Linked DNA regions of Gossypium hirsutum: region 1 is linked to region 2. The links are chromatin contacts, called in public Hi-C maps. All regions are on one chromosome and are shown on one strand. The core of a region is the stretch at or near the end of the contact, and the rest is flanking DNA. Distances in the headings are between cores, read along the strand shown. Region 1 holds the start of LOC107893898 (serine/threonine-protein kinase ATG1c). Region 2 holds the start of LOC107893795 (lipid phosphate phosphatase gamma).

Region 1 (3,828 bases), core at 746-3,245, 700 kb before region 2:
AATATTAGAAAAATAAAGTTTTATCTTGGCATGCAAATTGAATATTCAAAAGATGAAATTCATGTCCATTAGTCAACTTATACGAAAAGATCTTAAAGGAATTTTACATGGATAAAACATATCTATTGAATACTCCAATGATTGTATGATCGTTAGATATGAATAAAGATCAATTTTGTCATTTTGAGAATGATGAAGAATTTATTGGTCCTGAGTACCATATCTAACTGCCGTAGGGCAATTAATGTATCTTGCAAACAACATAAGACCTGATATAGGTTTCATTGTAAACTTGTTAGTAAGATTTAGCTCTTCTCCAACATGTAAACATTAGAATGGAATTAAACATGTATTTAGATATCTCAGAGAGACCATTAATATGGGATTATTTTATTCAAATGATTTAAAATCCCTATTAGTTAGTTATTGGATATTTATTAGATCCACATAAAGGTCGATCTCAAACAATATATTTATTTACACGTAGAGGTACTACCATATCATAACATTCAACAAAACATACATTAGTTGTTGCCTTTTCAAATCATACAGAAATAATTGCAATGCATAGGGAAAATCAAAAGTGTGTTTTGCTAAAGTTATTGATCAGGGACATAGTTAGGGAGTTGACAGGGGCCTCGAATCCCCTAAAATAATATTTTTAGGCCCTTTAAAATTTTTAAGATTTTAAATTAGTAAAGGTAAAATTGCACTTTGCCCCCTAAAAATGATAAAAAATTGATTAAATTTTTTTAAAAATTATAAGATACATGCTATTAAAATGGCGAAATTACATTTTTACTATTGTGAAAATTACAATTTAATTTTTGCCCACATGAAATTTTTTTTCTAACTTCGCCCTTATTATTGACCCAACATATTTAGAAGATATGTAATATGCCTTTACAAAAAAAATATGTCAACTATCTTATACGAAGATAATGTAACATGTATAGCTCCATTGAAGGGTGGTTACATCAAAGGTGATAGAACGAAACATATTTCACCAAAACTATTATTCACTCATAATCTTGAGAAGAAATGTGATATAGAAGTTCAACAAATTCATTCTAGTGATGATTAAACAGATTTTTTTACCAATGCATTGTTAACTTTAACATTTGAAGGACTACTGGACAAAATTGGAATATGTCAACTCAAAGATATAATGTGATGTTGTCATTAGAGGGAGTAAAAAATATATTGCACTCTTTTCCTTTAATCAATGTTTTATCTTACTAGGTTTTCGTGATAAAATTTTTTAATGAGATAACTTGTAATAATAGATTATGTACTTTTTTCTTTCATTAGGTTTTTATTTCATAAATTTTTCTTAATAATTTTTTACGAAACATTTTTATTAATAGACATTCAATGGGGAGTGTTGTAAATCTATTTATAAATGGATGTTCATAACCTCAAATTTATCTTATTATAACATTTAAAGAATGAATGTCTATAACCCTTAAATTCATTTTCTTAAAACCCCTAAATTATTTACAAGATACCTTAATTTTAATCCTTAATGTTTTATAACTTATGATATTTAAAGCCCTATAAATAGAAAACATGTACAAACTTATTGTATCGTAAGTAAAAGATAAATTATCTTTCATTTTTATTGTTCTTTTAATTTTATAATAAAAAATTATTTAAGAAACATTAAAATTTTTAGCTTCACATCTAATAAAAATTTATTTAAAGGATATTTATTAGTAAACTTGGAAAATGAAAATTAAAGTATTAAATAATTCATAAAAGGCCAAAAAGTCGCTTTAACGTTATCTAACCAATGTCTGACGGACAGGTGGTAAAAAGCTGATATCGGCGCTTTTCCATCATCACCTACCACTTGTCCACCCAATTAAAAACAGCCAACTCACTAACATCCGTGGTTACACCGTATAAGTAACCGTATCTTAAAAATATACACCGTCTAATCCCGCTTTTAGCTTATGGTTTTCATTAAAAAAAACAAAATAATCATCGAATCACAAAACATTAATCCTCAATTACGTTCGCTAATCCCAATTAATAATCTCAATAATTCAACCCATAATAACTAGAATGCATAATTTTAGAGAACTCATTAATCAAGTTCTCATCTCACCCTCCTTCCTCACTCTTCCTCAGATTATTTTTCTTTGCACGGTGAATCGGAAATCCAATTAATATTCGGGTCGGATCTTCCGAAGATCCAAATTCCAGTATTCTATACCATTTTTTAAAGCTTCAAGCTCTGGAGTCGGATCCTTGGGCTTTTTTCTCTCTCTTTTTGTTCCAGGTTCGTCTGTAATGGCTCAAGCAACGGGGAGGGGAAGAATGGTAGGGAACTATTTAGTGGGTCGGAAAATCGGGTCGGGTTCCTTTTCGATTGTTTGGCATGCGAGGCATCGAGTTCATGGAACCGAGGTGGCGATAAAGGAGATCGTAACGGGTCGACTCAATAAGAAGTTGCAAGATAGTTTGATGTCGGAAATCTTTATTTTGAAGAGAATCAATCATCCTAATATTATTCGACTGCATGATATTGTTGAGGTTCGTTTCTTCTTGTTCCCTTTTATTTAATTGTTTCCTTTTACTATTAGATTTTAGGGAGTTGTTTGGATGCCGATAAAGTAGAGGAAGAAGTGGCGGAAATGGAGCTATTTGAAAATGAGTTGTTAACTAAGGTAGGGACTGAAATTTGAGGCGCCATTTATTGAGGGAAAGTTCTTCTTTTAAGGAAAATGATGAAAGAACGGAGGATGTGGATTCTTTTTAACTGAAGATATTTTAGAATGCAATATTGAAAATGAGAAGAATCTACTTTTTGAAAAGAGCTATCCGCGCATACTCGTATTTGATGGAAGCAGAGAATGAAAGAATTAACGAATAGTGGAAATTTCAGTCAATCTATATATTGTGTTTTTTTCTTTGCTAAGCAAAGTTTTTTATTAATAAGAAAAGCTCATTACAGAAAATGAGCAACATCATTTACAGGGGATTGAACACCTAAATTGCTCATCACGCCTAATCTAATACAACAAAATCCTTCAAATCAACCCAATGGAATAAACCACCATAAGATTCATCATTTAAACAATAAAAACGTACAATCAGTCACCTTATCTAGTCAAATTAGCCAGCAATAAAACAAAGTTAAGCCTATAGCATCCATAATCTCCTTCCTATAGCAAAACATTTGACAAATGATGCCATTGGGAATTCAGCAACTAATACTAATGGAGAAGTCTCAAGGATCATGGGAAGCAATTTGGTAAATTTGCAGTGGTCAAGAAACTAAATGGTGAATCTAGTTTTCATGTATTTGTTTGTGAAGTTTGCAGCTTATATGTATCTATATCTCTAAAATATTTGCATCGTGCTGGAGTGGTTATATGCTGTGCCCTTCATTCCATGGACTGGTTAGAGTGGAATAATGGATTTTGTAGTAGCAATTTTTCTTTATGAGTTGTAGACGCATTTTGTTAGTGCTTATTTGATCTTTTGTAAGTTGAGATCAACTGGAAAATGTCACATATACTTTTGATTTGAATTTGAAGTTGTTTGGGATAATGTTGATATGCCATTTCTTTCTTTGTTTACTTTCATTTGTTATATGAGCAATCATGTAGTGTATATCTTAATCATATTTATTTTGGTTTATATACCTGTATTTAGGTTCCTGGAAAGATACATCTTGTATTGGAATACTGCAAGGGGGGTGACCTTTCTATGTGTATTACACATCATGGATGTGTCCCTGAAGCAACTGCAAAGCATTTCATGCAGCAACTAGGTATGCTGCAAATTGTGTCTGGTTGTTGGTTTTCCTTCTCCTTTGAA
Region 2 (4,416 bases), core at 1,019-3,518:
AAACTCATACCCAAATGGAAAAGCGTTGAAAACTCGAATTCTCGCACACTAAGTGACAATACATAGCTGAAGCTATTTTAATATCGCACACTAAGTGCCATACATAGCTGAAGCTATCTCGAATCGAACACTAAGTGCCATACATAGCCGAAGCTATCTCGAATCGCACACTAAATGCCATACATAGCCGAAGCTATCTCGAACCGCACACTAAGTGCCATACATAGCCGAATTGTCGTCAAATATGATTGTAGTCTCATATACACAATTTATGCAATATCAAAGCATTTAAAGCATAATTATAACAATACTTATTACATACGAACTTACCTCGATTCAAAAATGATGAAATTGTCGATTAATTGAGTACTTTATCTTTTCCCCGATCCAAGTCCGTATTTCTCTTTCTTTATCTAAATATATTCAAAATTAACTTATTTTATCAAATATTTATTCAATTCAATCCAAAATATACATTAGGGCTATTTTACACATTTGCCCCTAAACTTTCACATTTTTTACAATTTAGTCCTTATTTCATAAAACCCCAAATTAATGAAATTGCAAATATACCCATGCTAGCCGAATTACTATTATGCCCCTAGCAGCCATATTTTTCATTTATTTCACATTTTAACCACTAACTTTTCACATTTATGAATTTAATCCCTATTTTGCATTTTCACTAAAAATCACTTAGCAAAACTTGTATATCTATCAAATAACATTCAAAATCTATCATCAATAAAAAAAATCATACATATTCATCAATGGAAACATTCAAAATCTTTAAAAATTTTGCAAATTAGTCCCTAGGCTAGCTAGACCTAGTTGCAACTATATCAAAAACACAAAAGTCATTAAAAACGGGACAAAAATCGTACCTAATTGAGCATACAAGGCTTGGCTGAATATCAAGCCCTAAAAATGGCTATTCTTCATGTTACAAACGGCTAAGGAAGAATATGAATGAAATTAAAGGCTTTTGTTTTATTAAATTAACCTTTAATTACTAAATGACAAAATTAACCTTATTATTAATTCAAAATTTCAATTATGCCAAGCCATTATCATCCAATATCTAATTTTACAACATAAGGACCTTAACTTTAAGGTTCTATAGCTATTTAGCACTCTTAACTAATAGAATAGCACTTTTTCATTTTACGCGATTTAGTCTTTTTTATCAAATTGAGCAACTAAATGCTAAAATTTCGTAACAAAAATTTCACACCATCATATATTCATGCTGTAAAAATTAAAATAATAATAAAATAAATATTTTAACCTCAGATTTGTGGTCCCGAAACTACTGTTCTAATTTGACTAAAAACAGGCTGTTACATCACATTAGTGAAGTATAGAACCTCTCCTATAAATACCCTCCTAGCAATGAAGAAGGGATCATCTTTTTCAACCCTAAAGTTACTTTGAGCAAATCCTTCTTCTCTCTTTCAATCAGCCTGTTATCTTGTTCCTTTCTGTCTCTCAACTGTTTTAAGTAAACCGGCCTCTACAGAATTATCACTATCTCCTCTTTACTCTCCTCCTTTGTTCAATTTCAAAAGTGAAATATTTGGCATTATTTATGGGTTTAAAAAATACTTTTTAGCCTATAAGCAATTTCTTGAAAAGAAATTTAAAATTTAATATGCATAATATATCTAAAATTAAATGCATAGCAAATTGTGGAACTTTAAATTTTCATTTACAAAAAGTTTAGATCATCCACGTAGAAATAATTATTTAAAACTTTTGATTTTAAATATTATATATAATATTAAATTGGATTAGACTTCTGCTCATTCTCTCATTTCTAACATGCACAGAATTTTCATTAAAAATTAACAATAATTAAATTTATTTAATTTATTTTTAAAATTTAATTTAATCTCTCCATTTAAAATAAAATTTTAATTTAATTTAATTTATTTTTAAAATTTAATTAAATCTCTCCATTTAAAGTAAAAATTTAATTTAATCTTTAAAACTAAATTGGAATTTAATTTAGTTTAAGATTAACTTAAAAATTCAATTAGATCTGAAATTTTGTATAAAACCAATTTTCTGTCCATCTATAACCCAATCACAATGGAAATTCCTTCTGATGATTACATCCAGAACAAATTAGGTTGAAGGCTTTATGCAACATTTTCGGAAAAATAATCTCAAAACACATTTATTTTGAGAAATTAATTTAAATAATAATTTAATATAAAAAAGCCGAATTAAGATTTAAAAAAAAAATACTAATTTTGTGTGAGTTTCATTATTCCCACGTGTAGCCAACTCAATGGGTGTTCCTTTCCAGATACTTCCTTGGACTTTTATCCTTTTTGGCTTTTAATTTCACGGCAGTTTCCCCTCAAACAAACATTGAAAGCACCGGCTTTGACCCAACTCTCCCAAACTAAATCCCGTCTTAAAGTTAAGTTTGATCCCAACTTCTCCAAAAACCCAGATCGAAATCCCACCATGACATATAATGCACTAAAAGCGGTAAGTTTAACTCATGTAAGGTATCAAAGAGGTGACCAACTAGGCCATTTCTTAGCCTGGGTTTCTTTAGTTCCCGTTTTCATTTCCCTTGGTGGCTTCGTTTCTCATTTCATCTTCCGTAGAGAGCTTCAAAGCATGTTCTTTGCATTAGGCCTAGTAATATCACAGTTCATTAATGAATTCATCAAAAAATCCGTTCAACAAGCCCGCCCTGAAACCTGTGCTCTTTTAGAAATGTGTGATTCTCACGGCTGGCCTTCAAGTCTCTCTCAATACATGTTCTTTTTCGCTGTTTATTTCACCCTTTTGACATGCAAAGGGATCGGTGGGATTTGGAATGTTAGAACCAAGTGGGCTGCTTTGTTTTTACCTTGGTCTTTGGCTGTCTTGACTATGTATTCTAGGGTTTATTTAGGTTACCATACGGTGGCCCAGGTTCTTGCTGGAGCTTCATTGGGGATTTTGCTTGGTGGGCTCTGGTTTTGGGTGGTGAATTCTATGCTCTTCTGTTATTTCCCTTTGATTGAAGAGAGTCCCTTTGGGAGGTTTTTTTATGTTAAGGATACTTCTCACATATCAGATGTGTTGAAGTTTGAGTATGATAATGCAAGGGCTGCTAGGAATACTATGGCTGCCAGAAAAGCCATGGCTTCCAAGAGCAGTTGATTAAACACAAACTCATCAGGTATGAAATATTTACATATATAGTTTCATATGTTCAATCTTTTGTTACATTTTGTATTGAAACTTACTTGGTTATTTTGCATCTTTGATAATGTGAAAATTTTCCTTGAACATTTTTGTTTCGGTAATAATAAATTACACGTGTTGGGATCCTAATTCCAAGCTTAGTAGCTGTTACATTCTAAGGATGGTTGTATGAAGTGACCGAGCAAGCACCTTTTATTTGCTGGTAGGAATAGTTAGGGTTAGTGTTGAACATATTGGAATATGAATTAAAAACTAATGAATGCCACCTCTTAAGGATATTTGTATGAAGCAGTTGACCTAAGCTTTGGATTCATGGATTAAGTACTTTATGTTGACCCTGCATTAAACAGTGACTCATTCCTTTGTGTCATTTAGAATAAATTCCCAGTCTTCACAATAATAGAAAATGAAGTAAAACCCCCTTTTGTGATTCTTGGACACTCCTTGTAGTGAAAACCGAACCATGTATTTATCTTCACTGAGAGGAGATGTTTTGCTTCAAATTTGCTTTGTTAGCTTATTAGTGAATGGTCATTGTTGAAGCAGTCACATTTGATAATGTCTTGTATGTCTTGAATGTTCAAGGTACCTAAGGTATCCTTGTATTAGGAGTGCGATCTCTAGAATATGGAGAAATGAGATGAATGCAGAAAGAACATATGTATTATGCTGGGTTATGGTTATCAGGATTGCGTAACAGCCAAGGTGTAGTGAATAGTTTTAGTATGTGCAATAAATTGATTAGTAACCTATAGGAAAGGTGAAAGCTTTTTTATATTTCGAGTTAATCACAAAATGCTGTAGCTGGAAAATGGACTTAGGATCTGATAAGTGGTTCGAATTTGACAGGGAAACATGATTGGTACAAAAATGGCTTGTATGTAGTTTGGAGGTTCAAATTGTCATCTTTGAGCATGATTTGCAAAAACATAGTAAGTTTATCTTCAAACGTCATTCGGGACACAAGAACTATTTGCTTTTTTGTGCTTAAGATGGAGCTGCCTCACTGGAAAATGTATTTCAAGTATCATCTTTAAAAATTCCCATAAAATTGAGTTAGATCAAAATATGCCTTCAGTCCCGTACTTTGGCAGAGTTCGAAATTGAGTCATATTACTGAAAAAGTTAAAAATTAAATCTTCTAAATCTTTAATTTAAAGATTCTAATCCAACCGTTCTTTTAGTATTTAATTTTCAAAATTTTGC

The links. Hi-C and Micro-C count contacts between places; a contact is called where the count stands out from the background.
Region 1: a contact with region 2 is called in a Hi-C map of leaf, with 2.4 times the contacts expected there. The contact joins the promoter of LOC107893898 here to the promoter of LOC107893795 in region 2. A contact is called at or near these places in 2 of 34 Hi-C or Micro-C datasets (both in leaf).

The regions. Positions count from the first base shown.
Region 1 is chrA13:42,482,030-42,485,857 of Gossypium_hirsutum_v2.1, reverse strand. LOC107893898 (serine/threonine-protein kinase ATG1c) reads left to right here and starts at 1,995. Exons shown (of 13, transcript XM_016819039.2): 1 at 1,995-2,538; 2 at 3,664-3,781. The coding sequence starts at 2,296.
Region 2 is chrA13:41,783,327-41,787,742 of Gossypium_hirsutum_v2.1, reverse strand. It overlaps LOC107893795 (lipid phosphate phosphatase gamma), which reads left to right and starts at 2,268. Exons shown (of 2, transcript XM_016818887.2): 1 at 2,268-3,184. The coding sequence starts at 2,476. The coding sequence ends at 3,165.